Linked DNA regions of Rattus norvegicus: region 1 is linked to region 2. A link is a contact called in public Hi-C data. All regions are on one chromosome and are shown on one strand. Each heading gives the region's core, a stretch centred on a gene start, on an enhancer-like site or on the middle of the called end of the contact. The rest is flanking DNA. Distances are from core to core; before and after follow the strand shown.

Region 1 (7,676 bases), core at 686-3,185, 340 kb before region 2:
TGACAACATACAGCAGTCCGATTCTGTTAACATACCTTTTTTTTTTTTTTTAAGGCAGAAAGGGCCTTCAGGCAAAGTGTCTATGGAGTAATGGAGGTCTGAGGACAAAGAGGGTGGGAGGTAACCAGGAGGGATCCAGCTCCTTACCAGCTAAGAGCAAGACCTGAAGGACGGTACCAAGGCATTAGTTCATTTGAAGACTTGAAAATCCTACCTCCCAGACTAGCGGGTTCCGCCCCTCAGCCCCCACCCCTGTTTCTCAGTTGTTCAATCTGTAATACTCTATTTAACACCCTAAGCTTGTGCTCCAAGGGCAAGGGGTTTGTCTAGTTTTCCATCCCCCCATCAGTGGCTGTCTTACTGTGTGCCACATGTGGTATTTCAATGTGTGGCATCCATCACAGATTATTTCGAGCCCATTTTACAGGTCAACAAACTAAGGTCAAATGGTCCAGTGACTAGCCCAAAATCACACAATAGGAAGTTTAGGAGCTCAGGATCAATACCCTGGAATCTCCAGTCTACCCATGGCCCATTACCATGAGGCTTTGCACAGAGCCTGGCAGGCCAGAGGGAGAAAGAAGCAGAAAGTGGCATGGGGGTGGGTGTGTGTCTGGGTGGGGGAGGCATTCAGAGGATGCCACTCTGCCACTGTAAGAAACAGAAACAAGATCTGTCCCTAGGCAGGCAGCAGCATCAAGGAGGCCTGCGGCATGTCTGCTGGGAAAAGCCGGGCACGAGAATACTCTGAGCACAGTGTGTCAACCAATCTTCTGAGAAGCCTCTCTGTGCTTCATTCACAGGCTGCTCCCCAAGGCCCCACGAGCTACCAGATAGCTCAGTCTCAACCTGAACAGAGCACAGCCTCCCACCCTGCCCCCCCCACCCCCTCCCACCCGCCCGCTCCATTTGCAGTGTCTCTTGTGTTAGAGGGCTTGGCATTGTATCCTTCCACTGGATTTTAACAAAAACTATCTTTTCTATGACTTTAGTCTCAGCGCCTGGGAGACTGAGGCAGGAAGTTCAAAGTCAGGAGAGAGTTCCAGACTAGCTTGGACGACATAGTGAGGCCCTGTTTTTAAAACCATGTCTTTTTAAATAAAAACAACGCACATATTTTCATTTTAAAATTATTATTACTTTTTTTCAAGACAGGATTTCTCTGTCTTGACAGAGACTGGCTGTTCTGGAACTCTCTCTGTAGACCAGGCTAGCCTCCAACTCACAGAGATCCTCCTGCCTCTGTCTCCTGAGCGCTGGGATTAAAGGTGTGCGCTGCCACTGCCGCCGCCTCTGCCACCACTGTAACCGTTACCACCACCACCCAACTTCCTCACCTTATAAAAGCAAAATTACAGGTCTGGGCATGCAGTTCAGTGGTAGCGTACTTGGCTTGCATGCATAAGACCCCAGGTTTAACCCCTGGCATCATCTAAAACTGAAGTGAAATAAAATAAACAGGCAGTTTTTAAAAAATTTTAAATACTTATTTACTTTTATGTATATGAGTACACTGCAGCTGTCAGACACACCAGAAGAGGGCATCGGATCTCATTACAGATGGTCGTGAGCCACCACGTGGTTGCTTAGAACTGAACTCAGGACCTCTGGAAGAGCAGTCAGTGCTCTTAACCGCTGAGCCATCTCTCCAGTCCTAAAAATTTTTTAAAGCAAGCTGTGCTTCACATAGTGCCCACGTAACATGCTCAAAAAACTCTTCTTTCTATGAAAAGAAAGAAACGTTAAAATAAAACCAAATATACATGAAATGAACAAAAGGAAGCCATCCATAATCTTGCCGGGAAGAATATTTTTACTTTCCCACTATATTCTTTCCTAAGTCTTTTTTCGTTGCACATGAAAACTTTCTTGCTCCAGAGACTGTGTGATCACACAGTACAGCTTTTTATAAACCGTTATGTAAAGTCTGGGGCCTGCAAGATGATTCAGCGTGTAAAGGCACTTGTCACTGGGACCGAGGACCAGAGTCCAATCCCCAGAACTCACACAGCGGAAGGGCAGAACCAGCTGCCCCAGGTTGTCCTCTGACCTCTACAAGTGCACTGTGGTACACACGGGCTCCCACACTGCACACACCAAAAATAAATCACAAAGCTAAAATTAAATCGGCAAAAGCGTAAAGGAACAATTACAATCAGAACTTTAAAAATATATAAAGTAAACTTTAAATCTGGACTCGGTGCCTCTCCTTCTTTGTAGCAATCTGTGGCTACTGTGGTACCCATAACAAGCAACCGACGGTCAGAAGTGAGACCTCTCGCACTTATGTCATGAGCTGATGGGTTTGACCACAGCATCTGTCCACCGAGAAAGGAATCACAGAACCTCCACATAGGTAATAGTTGGCTGCTCAGCCAGTCCCTTTCCCTTTCCCTGGGCATACGACCGGGCTACACCTCTCTCTCTCTGTTGAGGTTAGGTGTGACTAAGTGTCTAATTGTAGCCACTGGAGTGCAGGTGCAAATATGTATTGGTCATCTATTGCCTCCTAACAAAAGATCCTCAGATTCAGCAGCTTAAAACAAGAGTCAGTATTCTCTCCAGGAGTACTGAGAGCTAGGAATTCAGGGGTGGCTCACCTGGACGACTCTGGCTCAGGGACCTTCAGGAAGTTGGAGTCAATGTTTTGGTCAGAGTTGGGACGTCTGAAGACTGAGACAGGAGGGTCAGCATTTGTGGTCACTGGCATGGCTGTCAGATGCTTGATAACCACAGACTGAGAACCTCTGAAACCGTGATCCTGACATGATCTGACATGCACAATATGAAGGTACATGCATGCAGATTATGCATGCATACATACATACATACATACATACATACATACATACATACATACATACGTTTATACACATACATACAACTCAGGTGTATTAGTTACTTTTCCACTGTTGTAACAAAATGCCTTGCTCAGCCTGTTTTCTTGCAGAACCCAGGACTACAGCCCAGGGATGGCACCACCCACATTGGACTGGGCCCTCCCACATTGATCACTAATTAAGAAAATGCCCTAGAGGCTTGCCTACATCTGAATGAAATGGAGACTTCTCAGCCGAGGCTCTCTCCTCTGGGATAACTCTAGTTTATGTCAAGGTGATATAAAGTTAGCCAGTATACTCAGTGTGCATCCTTCCCAGACCAGAGCAGTACACACTAGGCATCCTCCTTGGATCTTCGTGGGTTGATAGCTTTTTCTCCCCCTCCTTTCCTTTCCCTTCCTTCCATTTCTCTCCTTTCCTTTCCTTTCCTTTCCTTTCCTTTCCTTTCCTTTCCTTTCCTTTTTGTGTAAATCTTAGTGGTAAGGTTTGAACACAGCACCTCTCATGCAATAGGCAAATGTACTACTACCAAGCTGTACCCTGGCCCTTCAATTTGGGGGATATTATCATTATTATTATTATTATTATTATTATTATTATTATTATTATCTATTTATTATTGTGTGTATGTGTATACTATGGGAGCAGGGACACCCTTTGGCACACATGTAAAGGTCAAAAGACAACTCTGTGGCCTCATTTCTCCAAGGATCAATCTCGGACTTTGACAGCAATTGCTTTTTTACCTACTGAGCCATCTTGACAGCCTGGGACCCCTCAGGCCTAGATACAGCTTCCCTGCAGGATGTGCCAACTTGCTTGTGCACTCACTGAAGACTATATTGTGTTTTTTGCCTATTTAGAATCCTTTTTATAAAAAAATTGAAACAGGGCTTCTCCGTCTAACACTGGCTGTCCTGGAAATCACTCTGTAGACCAGGCTGGTCTCAAACTCACAGAGACCCAGCTGCTTCTACCTCTCAAGTGCTGGGATTAAAGGTGTATGCTATACCACCATAATCTCTCTCTCTCTCTCTCTCTCTCTCTCTCTCTCTCTCCCTCTCTCCCCCTCCCTCTTCTCTATTCCTCCCCCCTCCCTCTGTCGCCTCCCTCTCCCTATGTGTGTGTGTGTGTGTGTGTGTGTGTGTGTGTGTGTGTGAGAGAGAGAGAGAGAGAGAGAGAGAGAGAGAGAGAGAGAGAGAGTGGTGAATGCCCAGGTTTGGGTATGTAAAGGCCAGAGGAGGGCACTGGGTATCTTTGGTTCTCTACCTTATTCCTTTAAGAAAGGGTCTCTCACTGAGCTGGAAATTCACCATTTTGGCAAGGCTGGCCAGCCAGTGAGTTTCCAGAATCCACTTGCCTCTGCCTCCAAACTCTGAGTTTACAGCCACCGCTTTTTACATGAGTGCTGGGGATTTAAACTTAGGCCTTCATATGTGCACCCTTACCCACGGAGCCCTCGCCCAGCTTCGTTTGGAGCAATTCTGAGCAGACTCCCCTGAGCCTTTGCTTGGAGTTTAATTTGTTTGGTCAAGTTACAAGGAAGCATGGTTGCTACATCACATGGTCAGAGTAGATGTGACTTTGAGAGCCCGCCAAGCAGTCTTCCCAGACATTGCATGGCTTTGCATCCCCACCATCAATGAGCGAGCCTCCCTGTTCCTCCCCAGCCTCCCCAGGACTGAGTGGTTCCTGTGACTTGTATTTGAGTCACAACAATAAACATATAGTAGCAAGTCAGTGTAATGTATAATCCTTTCCTGACAGATGTGCTTGTCATCTGTATATTTTCTTTAGTGAGGCTCCTGTGATCCATTTTGCCCTAAAATGCAATTGTTGGCCACTGCTGCTGCCTCTCCTCCTCCTCTTCCTCCTCCTCTTCCTCCTCCTCTTCCTCCTCTCCTCCTCCTCTCCCTCTCCCTCCTCCTCCTCCCTGCTTTTGCATTTCAGAGACAAGATCTCTCTCTGTAGCCCTGGCTATCCTAGAACTTGTTTAGACTAGGCTGGCCAAGCATTCACAGAGATCCACCCACCTCTGTTTCCAGGAGTGCTAGGATTGAAGATGTGTGCCACCATGCCCAGCATCTGCTTTCTTCTTGTTGACTTTGAGCTGTTCTTTACATATTTTGGAGACAAGTCTTTTATCAAGATCTTTTTGCAGATATTTCTCATGACCCGTGGTTTTTCTCACCACTCTCTTAACTATGGCCATTTGGAACACTTCTGCATCTCCCCAAGTAAGCATTTAAATGAAGGCAATGCTGGGCAGGAGCCGTGTGGCTTTGTTTAGCCGCCTCTGCCTAGCTACCGCACTAATACAACTATCCCAGAGAGGAGAAACCGGCTGGAAATGCAATCCATGCCGTAGGAATTTATACTCATAAACAGTTCTCTCAGTTACGCAAATGTTTTACTAAATCCCAGCCACTGTTGAATCTATCAGTCTATGATGAAAGCCAATCCCATTTTCCAAGTTCCAACTTCCTGAGCATCGAAGGGATGGGAACAGAGAGTCCACGTGGGTCACCTGCTCATTGGCAGAGGAGTTCAGATGCCACTGGACTCAGCAGTAATGGGTGCCTGCCTTCCAACTGCCTCACGCCAAGCAGACCATGGTCTGCTGCCCTTCTCTAAGAACTCGATTCTTCCATAATGAGTGCATATTGTGATTATTTCATAGACCCCAGCAAGCACCCTGGACCTTCCTCTTCCTCTTTCTTACAGAGCAAGGCTATCACTAGGGGAGTGGTTCTCAACCTTGCTAATGCTGCAACCCTTAACATAGTCCCTCATGTTGTGGTGACCCCTCCCCAGCCAAAAATTATTTCTGTTGTTACTTTATAAGTGTAATTTTGCTACAGTTACAAATCCTAATGTAAATATCTGATATACAGAATATTTAATATGAAACCCCGTGGGGGTCGCGACCCACAGGTTGAGAACCATTGCTCCAAAGCCTGGCAAGAGGCTTTGATGGGAATAAAAAAGTCTCCCATTCATAGACCTGACTGCATTTAAGAGACGACTCTGTGGCTTTGCCCCATGCCTTCACAGAAGGGCCTCTGCAGGGCGTGTGGCTCAGTTGTAAGGTGCTTGCCTAGCATTCAAGAAGTCCTGGGTTCAATCCCCAGCCCCATGCAGTCATCACAGCATCCCAGAGGCCAGCCTGGAGTACGGGAGTCCCTGTCCTCACCAACACTCACACACACACACACACACACACACACACACACACACACACACACACACACACGGGAAGCGCTTTTCCACAACTCTGAATAACATGGAGAATTCAGCTACTCAGGTCCCCAGACCCGGAGGAGTTGTCTTGCAATCAGCATAGAAGGGTAAACCTGAGCCTTTACTTCAAAAGAGGTGTGTGTAGGGGAAACCCAACAAAACAACAGAGAATGAGAACAACCCTACCTTTCCCACTTGGGCTACAAATATTGCAGAAAGCAGGGCTAGAAGGACTTGGGGCTGGATGTAGGGGGCGGGGGGCAGTGAGTCTGCTGAGGCCTGTGTCGGGTTTGTTGAGACTCCTTCCTTCTGGAGGGCTGCTGAGACTCTCATGGCACCAAAGACAAAGGATTCTAGACACAGACAGTGAAGGGTTAAGGGATCTTTGCAAAGCTGGTTGGATGGTGTTTTGCTGGGGCACACCCATGAAGGAACATTTTGTTAAAGTGGACACAAGTGTGAAAGGCTAAGGCAGACTCATGAAGGAATATTTAGCGGAAGCAGACACAGGAGAAAGGATGTTCCTCTAAAGCAAGCACGTGAAAGGGCGGGATGAAGGATTCTTTGCTAACGACACATAGGTATTGGTCTGCCTTACAGTGCATAATCGAGCTGCATTTGTTGGGACTCCATAGAGAAAAATGCACCAGGAAAGCTTTTGGTGGTGTGCTGCTGCAGTTTCTTGCTGAATATGTAGACTCTGGCTGATTGAGTGCCCGTGCTGAGGCAAGGCAGGTGGAGGACACAGTGTGATGAGACAGAGCTTGGCTTGCTGGTACAGCTAGCTGTGCAATGCTTGTGGGTCTCGAGTCTTAGCTGATCTTCACTTCCCTGAGAGAGGCATAGCCCAAGAACTTCTCCTGGTGTTCCTGCTGGTCCCTCCTGCTGACTCGAGCCAAGGCTGAGGCCTGACTGTCTCTCTAGAGCTTGTCAACACTGTTGCTAACCCGACTCTACTGAGTTGGACTGCTGGTATATCCGTGAGGTGTTTGCAAGAGGATCGAGCTGCCACTGCCTGCTAACCTGTGAACTGAACTGCTGGTTTCCAGGCAACACAGATGGGAGTTGCTTCAAAGAACCTTTCTAAACATTTCCACTTCCCCATATCCTTTCTTTTCCACTGCCTCTGGTGGGTGGTGGGTTACAAGAAAGGTTGAAGCGTTTAAGAACCATCATTGAAAATAAGATTTGAATAAAAGTAAAGGTACAGGACAGCTTCTGGTCTTTAGATGAAGCAGCTTCAGGATAGCTGAGGGACGGCACCTGTGCTGTGGAGATGGGGGAGCAGGCGCCAGGGCTGCTGTAAAAATATTGGAATGTTAGCATACCAAAGCAAACAAACAAACAAAACCAGGCAAGATTCCCTAAGCCACAGCACATGCTCAGTGTAAGAAGGGTTTCGCTTTCTACTGGAAAGGAAGCCGCTTGTTGTTACTTCACAATTACCTCAGCCTAGCCCTCACCACACAGGCCTGCCTACTGCCCAAGAAACTATGAGTCCACACTTGCTCTCCAGCCTGGAAGACACTTGTGTTAGCTTTTCACAGGGGAGAGAATCAGCTTGAAAGGAGGAGCATCTATTTTTGGAGCATGGTG
Region 2 (7,276 bases), core at 4,604-7,103:
TTGAAAAATGATAGGTCTCACTTCTAAGATCTTAGCATGCAAGTCCTCACCATGGCACCAGCAGATGGTCAGAAATCTGTAACATCCATACATCAAGTGACAGAAGAACAATTTAAGTATGAAAAGAATAAACAATAAGAAAATAAATTTTGGGTCAAAACCCATTTGTAGACTTTTAAATGCAAAACCATGGTGTGTACCATTAGCCTAACACGAGACTCCTATTTTCTGACTTGTGCCTTCCCCTCTTTTAGGAGCAATGACAACCACTCTACTAATTTTCTGTTTTCTGTCCTGGAAAATGTCAATGTTTCAGAGAGGAGAAAAATAGACCATTTTGCCCATGGTTTTGTTTCCAAGCTCTTGTAAACAAGAACATCTGTAAACATAAGCTTTGTAGAACTGAAATTATTTCAAGTCCTTTCGTTTGTTTTAATTCATGCCAAAAACAACCAACTTGGACATTGTGCTTGAAGAGCATTTATTTGCCTTTGGCAGTAGGCTTGCACAAATGCACATCAGCTTTATAAACAGGTTATTACCTGCTTCCTTTCATTTTCAGCATATTCAAAATAATTTGAGAATAAGACAGTTTCAATAAACCTTGTTCCGTACCATTGTCATGACCCCCCACCCTACCCCCATCAGAGCCATCTTCTGTTTGTTAATGGGAAGAGGCATGTGGGGTTTATATAGGCTCACCTGTTGGGAGATTTTTGTGTAAACTTTCACAAATAAAGGCTAGCAGAAACCATTTGCGGTGTACTTGTCTGTTAATCTTTAGAGCCCTTTTTTAGTGGGTCAGCAAAGATTCCTTTATATTGCTGCTTTTTAAAGTATAGGGAGTGAAACCTGGTGAATTAAAGAAAGAAAAATGTCACTGATTTACTCCATATGGATAAAGTTTATATGTGAACTAGCAAACATCTCATACATGTATTTATGTCACTAGTCATTCCTTGTATGTCCTCAGAGGATCTGGACTGTAAGCTCTGAAGAAGCTACCACTGGAGTTGTTTTCTCCAGAGTCCCCCCACCTTGCTTCTGTTCCTGAAGTGTCCATTCGGTTTAGAACCCTGGGGTGTTTTGGTTTTGCATTTTTTGGCCCCTCTGGGTAAACTGGACCCCAGAAAACAAAGGGCAATTTCTCTTTTCTTTCACTTTTTAATTTTTTCATGAGTATTCCTTTTTAAGTTTTTATTTCTTTTTATGTTTATGGGTGTTTTGCCTGCATATATGTCTGTACACACCTGGGAAAACCATAAGACTGCGTCAGATCCCCTGGGACTGGAGTTATAGTTGTGAGCTGCCGTGGTAATCAAACCTGGTCCTCTGGAAACGCAGCAAGTGTTCTTAATTGCTGAGCCATCTCTCCATTTCCCCATGAATCTTCTTTCTAAAAGCCAACATGAAGTGTTCTATAGATCCCTAGCTGTCTACTCATACATAGTTTATTAGTAAATCCATAGCCTACTGTGAATCTTTTTTAGCATGGTTTACAGTGTTTTGTTTTGTTGGTTTTTTGTTTGTTTGTTTAAGACAGAATCTTTGTGTAGGCCAGACTGGCCTCAAACTCATAGCAGTCCCCTTGCCTCAATCGTCCAAGAATTGTGTTTGGAAGGATGAACCACCACACCTGGCCAAGTATATTTTAACATCCAAAAATGCTTTATGGGAGCTGAGAAGCTAAGTCATGACACAGAATCATGAACCCTGAGTTTGATTCTTAGCATTCATCTAAGAAGCTGTGCATGTGGGGGTTGGGGATTTAGCTCAGTGGTAGAGCGCTTGCCTAGCAAACGCAAGGCCCTGGGTTCGGTCCCCAGCTCCGAAAAAAAGAAAAAGAAAAAAAAAAAAAAAAAGAAGCTGTGCATGTGATTATGAGGTGGCCTGTGCGTATAATCCCAGTACTGGAAAGGCAGAGACAGGCGGATCCTCGGGGCTCTTTGGCCAGCCTAATCACTGAGCTTCAGGACTTGGTCAAAGACTCTCAAAAAAACCAAGATGGATGCCTCCTGAGGAATGACACATAGGCTGACCTGTAACGTCTATATGCATACATACACATACATACCAAGGTGTTTTCTCACCAATGCTTTAGAGATCATAGATCAGCAAAACTGATAAATAGGGACTGGAGAGATGGCTTAGTGGTAAAAAGCACTTGCTGCTGCTCTTGGAGAAGAGCATTATTAAATGTTGGGCTCCTAGTACCTACACTGTAATTCTAGTTCCAGGAATGCCTTCTTCTGAGCTCTATGGGCATCAGGAATACGCATGCTGTGGATACACACATATGTATGAAATAAAAAGAATCTTTAAAAAACTTAGAAATAAATTTGTTTCAATAAAATAATGGCATATTTACATTTACATACCTTATAAAGTACTCTGTTTGGTGATGTCCTCCCATAGATGAGCCATGTACATATTTTAAAATGTTGCAGTGTCACAAACAAGTCAAACAAGTAGAATTAATATCAGCAGTGTATTTAATTAGAATGTTATAAATATTATTGCCATGTCATCGAAATAAAAATGATTCATGTTTCCTATTTTAATAGAAAACCTTTGAAGTCCAGTGTGCATCTATACGTACAGTGTAAGTGTTCAGTGTTGCTTGGAGTTAGTGGCTCTAATAGCAGACAGTGGAAGTGTAGACTTTGCCCTTTAGTGACCAAATTTTTCCAGTAATTTTATGGGCCCTGGTGGTTTGCCGTTCACAAATTAGAAATTGGCAACATAGCACATTGTTCAATTGTTAAAATATGAAAATGGTCTGTTTTGACCAAAGGCCTTTAAAATAAACGTTGAGGATCTTAAGATTTATGGGCATTTACAGATTAGTTTTTGGCTAGGCATGTGACTGACACCTGCAGTCCTAGCACTTGGGTGGCTGAAGCAGGAAGTGTGTTGTGAATTTGAGGCTAAGCCTATGCTACATAGTTCCAGGCCAGCTTGGGTTGCAATGAAAGTTTTGTCTCAAAAAGTTAAGATTAGTTTTAGTTCACTCTAATGAATTTGGTGTGAACTTTCTGTATGCTCTAAGATGATGCAAAAGGACATTCCACTAATTAAACTTAAGATATACAAGCAATATAACTAAGGCAGTCAGGTTAAACATGCTAAATAGTTCTTCAATGCAAAAGGAGCAGGAAGATGAATTGTTAGACTTCAGCAAGACTTAATTTCTTAGACTGAAAGTGGATGCTTATAATTTTAAGTAATCTGATTTCCCCCATCATTTCAGGTCAAATATATAATGACTTCCTATTCTCTTTCACAGAGTAGTTTAGCTAAAATCTACTGTGCCCAGATAAATAAGAGGCAACTTTACTCTCGAAGTGCCTTCTCATCGCTGTTAACACTTTCATTTGGGTATTCCTGAGAACCATGGCCAGCAAGTTCCCCTTCTATCCACACCTTCTAAATGCCTTTTGGGAACCTTGAACTTTTAAAAGTGCTTACTTACCCAAAATTATTACTGCCTTGTTATTTCCTGTTCTTTGGAAGACTAAACTCCATGAGGGTAGGACCCATGTTTATTCTGTGTTGTAATCCAGCACCTGGCCCACGAAGAAGGTACTACCTGTGCTTGTTAAGTGAGAGAGCTCAAAATCAGAAAGATTTGTATCATCTAGGGCACTCAGAAATCAACATTAGTGAACAGGCATTCTGTCAGGAAGTGTGACATACTTGTGGGTAACAAACTGATAGTCACTCAACAACCAACAGCTCCCCACCCCTTTTTAAGTCTCTACTGTTAGGCCGCACACGTTTCTGGGTACCGATGATACATAGTAATGAGGCTGACATTCTAACGAGTAGAAATAGCAATAAAGCCGAATACATCAAAATGTGATAGATAAGTATCCTTAAAACAGCAATGGTAACAGGTTGGGAGGCCTGGCTTAGTTTGGACTGGATGTGAAAAAGAGATTTAGTTCAATGTGTGCATCATACAAGCAGACTATCATTACTAATGTAAACACTGGGTCCAGATAGACTCAGGCAACAGAAATCTCTTGTGGTCTACTGTCCAGATGCGGTGTGAAGTATCACCCCATGTTAAACGGAACACCGATGAGGTGTGGAGTATGAACTCAACCCTCACATCACACCAATCTTGTCTTCTTCCTGTGTGTGAGGTCTTCTTAGCTAACCTAGACTGAACTCCCAGAGTTCCTGCATCTACCTTACCACATTCCACCTGATCACCAAGCCTAAATGTCCCTCGGATGGATTTCTGAAATCTGAACCTCTTCACTCAGTGACTTTACCTCTTAGAACAGAAATTGCCGCCTAACTGATCATCTCGCCACCCGTCTTTGTTCTCCACTCGGCTTTCTGAGTCCTTTGTAAACAGAAATTAGGTCTTACCCTAAGGTGACCAAAGTAATAACTGGGCTGGGCACTTAAGCAAAAGGATGTTTTAGTCACTACCCTAGAGAAAGCAAGCTTAAGCAGATTTCCTCAGAAGACTGAGAGCATTGAGAGCCAGGAAAATGGCTCTGTGGGTAAAGGTTCTTGTCATGCAAATCTGACAATTTATAGTCAATCCGCAGAACCTGTGGTGGAAAGAAAGAAACTGCAAAATTATCCTCTGATCACCGCATACGTGTCTTGGAAGCACAACCCCACCCCACCCCATCTATACACACAATGATTAAAACACGCACGAAAGCTCTCTCTCTCTCTCTCTCTCTCTCTCTCTCTCTCTCTCTCTCTCTCTCTCTCTCTCTCTCTCTCTCCTGGAACATAGGGCCCTAATCACATAGTCCTTTACTTTAGTTTTCCACCGTCCACAGGAAACACCAAACTGTACAACCCACAAAGGGTACTTCCTGCTTCTACCCAACAAGCGCAACGGTGCCAGCCCCATAACCCCTTAGTTTCATCACACCCTGCCTTTTCCTAACTCTGGGACCAGACTGCAGGGTTTGATTCTCAAGCTCCTCCTAACTAGCTGTATCACGTAAAACAATCCACACCCCACCCCAACAGACACAGAAACCCTGTGTTCATAGTATTGTGAGGATTTGGGGCCATAATTTTCAAATAAAACAAAACTCTTTAGCATAGTCCCCACCTGGGCACCCCTGTGGTGGTCATAGTCCTGCAACTTTATAGACGACAAAGAAGAAGAGGAGGAGGAGGAGGAAGAGGAAGAGGAGGAGGAGGAAGAAGAAGAAGAAAAAGAAGGAGGAGGAGGGGGAAGAGGAAGAGGAAGGAGGAGGAGGAATTGTTAAAGCTCACAGTAGTTATGAGAAGAAGGGGGGGGGAATTGTTAAAGCTCACAATAGTTATGAGGTTAAGATAACATAATAAAGCAGCTGTATTTACTGTATTGCAATTCTCTTGGTGTCCATTCTCTGTTCTCAAATACCGTGTATGTCCGGCACCTGATGTTTCAGGAATGCTTTATGCCGATTCTGGAAGATGAGAAGGGAGGAGAGAATGGCATCAAGTAGGATTAAGTATTTTACAAGTTGTGAAGAGGGGACCTATGGTGGTCCTAGGAGAAAGATCCTAACCTACTGAATGAGATGTCAGAAGTTAAATGTTTTCAGCTTGCTCCATTATCTTTATGACAGTATCTCTACAAACAAGAGCCCTGCCCCACAAGTCAAGTGATTGCTAGCACAGTCACAGCTTTTGGTACTAACTTGACGCCAGGACCACCTCCAAAGTCTAACGTCGTCTGGAGAGCTGGTAAGGGAGCGGTCTGCTGTGGTCGCTCTTCGGCGTCCACGACACTCACAGGTGCCAAAGTCAGCGATGCCTTAGAGTGTACGGGACTCATTTGTAACAAGTGGGCAAGAGAAGGCGGAGGAAAAACCCCAACGAGCCGGAAATACCGAGAACTGCTTCCGGGTGAGGGGGCAGGAGCCACCATGGAAGCTCACTGGGCCGCAGTGTTGCCTAAGCCGGTGGCTTACGTCTGAGGCCAGTGAGGCGCTACGCGGCCGGCAACTGCCCGCCGTGGATACGCAGGCGGCTCACGCCGAGCTGCGGCCTCCGCCATGTCCGTGCTGGGCGAGTATGAGCGACACTGCGATTCCATCAACTCGGACTTCGGAAGCGAGTCCGGGGGTGGCGGGGACTCGGGCTCGGGGCCCAGCGCTAGCCCGGGGCCGCGAGCCGGCGGTGCGGCGGAGCAGGAGGAGCTGCACTACATCCCCATCCGCGTCCTGGGCCGCGGCGCCTTTGGGGAGGCCACGCTATACCGCCGCACCGAGGTAGCGGCCCTCAGCTCCGGACGCTTGCCGGGCCTCCCCGCTCCCTCCTTCCCGGCCTTGCTTTCTAGCACTGCTTGCTCGGAGCCCTCTATTCAGGCGTCCCCTGAGGCTTATGTCTCGGGCCCCACCGCGCTTTCGCTTCACCTACTTTAGGAAATGGGTTTGATCACTGCTATCACGGCGAACTAAGCGAGTCACTCACTGAGCGGTCTTTTGAATTTTCGTTTTCCCGTTTGTAATTGGACTTAGCGATAACTATCTTCTCCCACCCATGTCACCCCCAAAAAACCACTTTACACTTTAAAGGTTATTTTGAGATCCAAACGAAGGTGCTTTGCAGATTGAGAACAGTCTATATATAAAAGCTCACTTCCTTTCATACAGCTGTTCAGTGTCGGGATGGAGAGTTGGTGTGTGCTCCCAGATAGCCACACTGGCACTTACAACACACTCTGCTAGTTCTGTTGTTATTTCTTTTTCATAAACGATCACTGAGTTGGAGGATTTCCTTGATCACCAGAAAAATCATTGTGTCTTGTTTTTTGCTTGTGTGCTTTCTCCTTGCTTTTCATTCAGTGATTATGTAAGACAAATACTTTATTGGTGTAGTTAGTTCTGGGGAAACAGAGACCCCTTTCTTTAAGAACCCAGGGAAGCTTGTTATTTTTCCCACCTTCTTGTATAAGTTCTTTGGAAAGACCCATGGATCACTGGCTCCGAAATTAAGAATTTAATGATTTAAAATCCTGTAGTAATGATTCTCTTCCCCCAAACTAACCATAATTTGGGTTTAATCTCTACAGCTTAAAGCTCTAGCTTTAGGGTAAACATTTAATGAGAACTTGCTGAGGCTGCAGAAGGTGATTCATGCACCTGCAATTCTAGTTAGTGTCTGCTCCCAGCCAGCACTTTTTGTACTGGGGATAAGACAGGCTCTACCAATCAATGCTCAGAAGGCGTTCTACCACTGAGCCATAGCCCAAGCCCCCAGCATATATCTAAGACTGAAAGGTGGAAGGAAAGTAGTTACAAGAAAA

The links. A called contact is a pair of places that touch in the nucleus more often than the background predicts.
Region 1: a Hi-C map of prefrontal cortex shows a contact between it and region 2, with 4 times the contacts expected there. The contact joins the enhancer-like site here to the promoter of Nek9 in region 2. A contact is called at or near these places in 10 of 12 Hi-C or Micro-C datasets (the A7r5 cell line, the Rat2 cell line, Schwann cells and 7 more) and 1 of 1 datasets of contacts at active chromatin or transcription factors (oligodendrocytes).

Annotation. Positions count from the first base shown.
Region 1 is chr6:111,045,265-111,052,940 of GRCr8, reverse strand. No RefSeq gene overlaps it. Among named protein-coding and RNA genes, the nearest start is that of Batf, 36 kb to the left of the region's middle. Within about 2 kb of position 1,935, at least 9 of the 93 cell types and tissues checked have an H3K27ac peak or open chromatin away from gene starts, as enhancers often do. A contact at or near this core is called in prefrontal cortex, where this site is marked.
Region 2 is chr6:110,714,163-110,721,438 of GRCr8, reverse strand. It overlaps Nek9 (NIMA-related kinase 9), which reads left to right and starts at 5,853. Exons shown (of 22, transcript NM_001106747.2): 1 at 5,853-6,239. The coding sequence starts at 6,024. It overlaps LOC102549675 (a long non-coding RNA gene), which reads right to left and starts at 5,806. Exons shown (of 3, transcript XR_010052290.1): 1 at 5,667-5,806; 2 at 1,251-5,432; 3 at 1-852.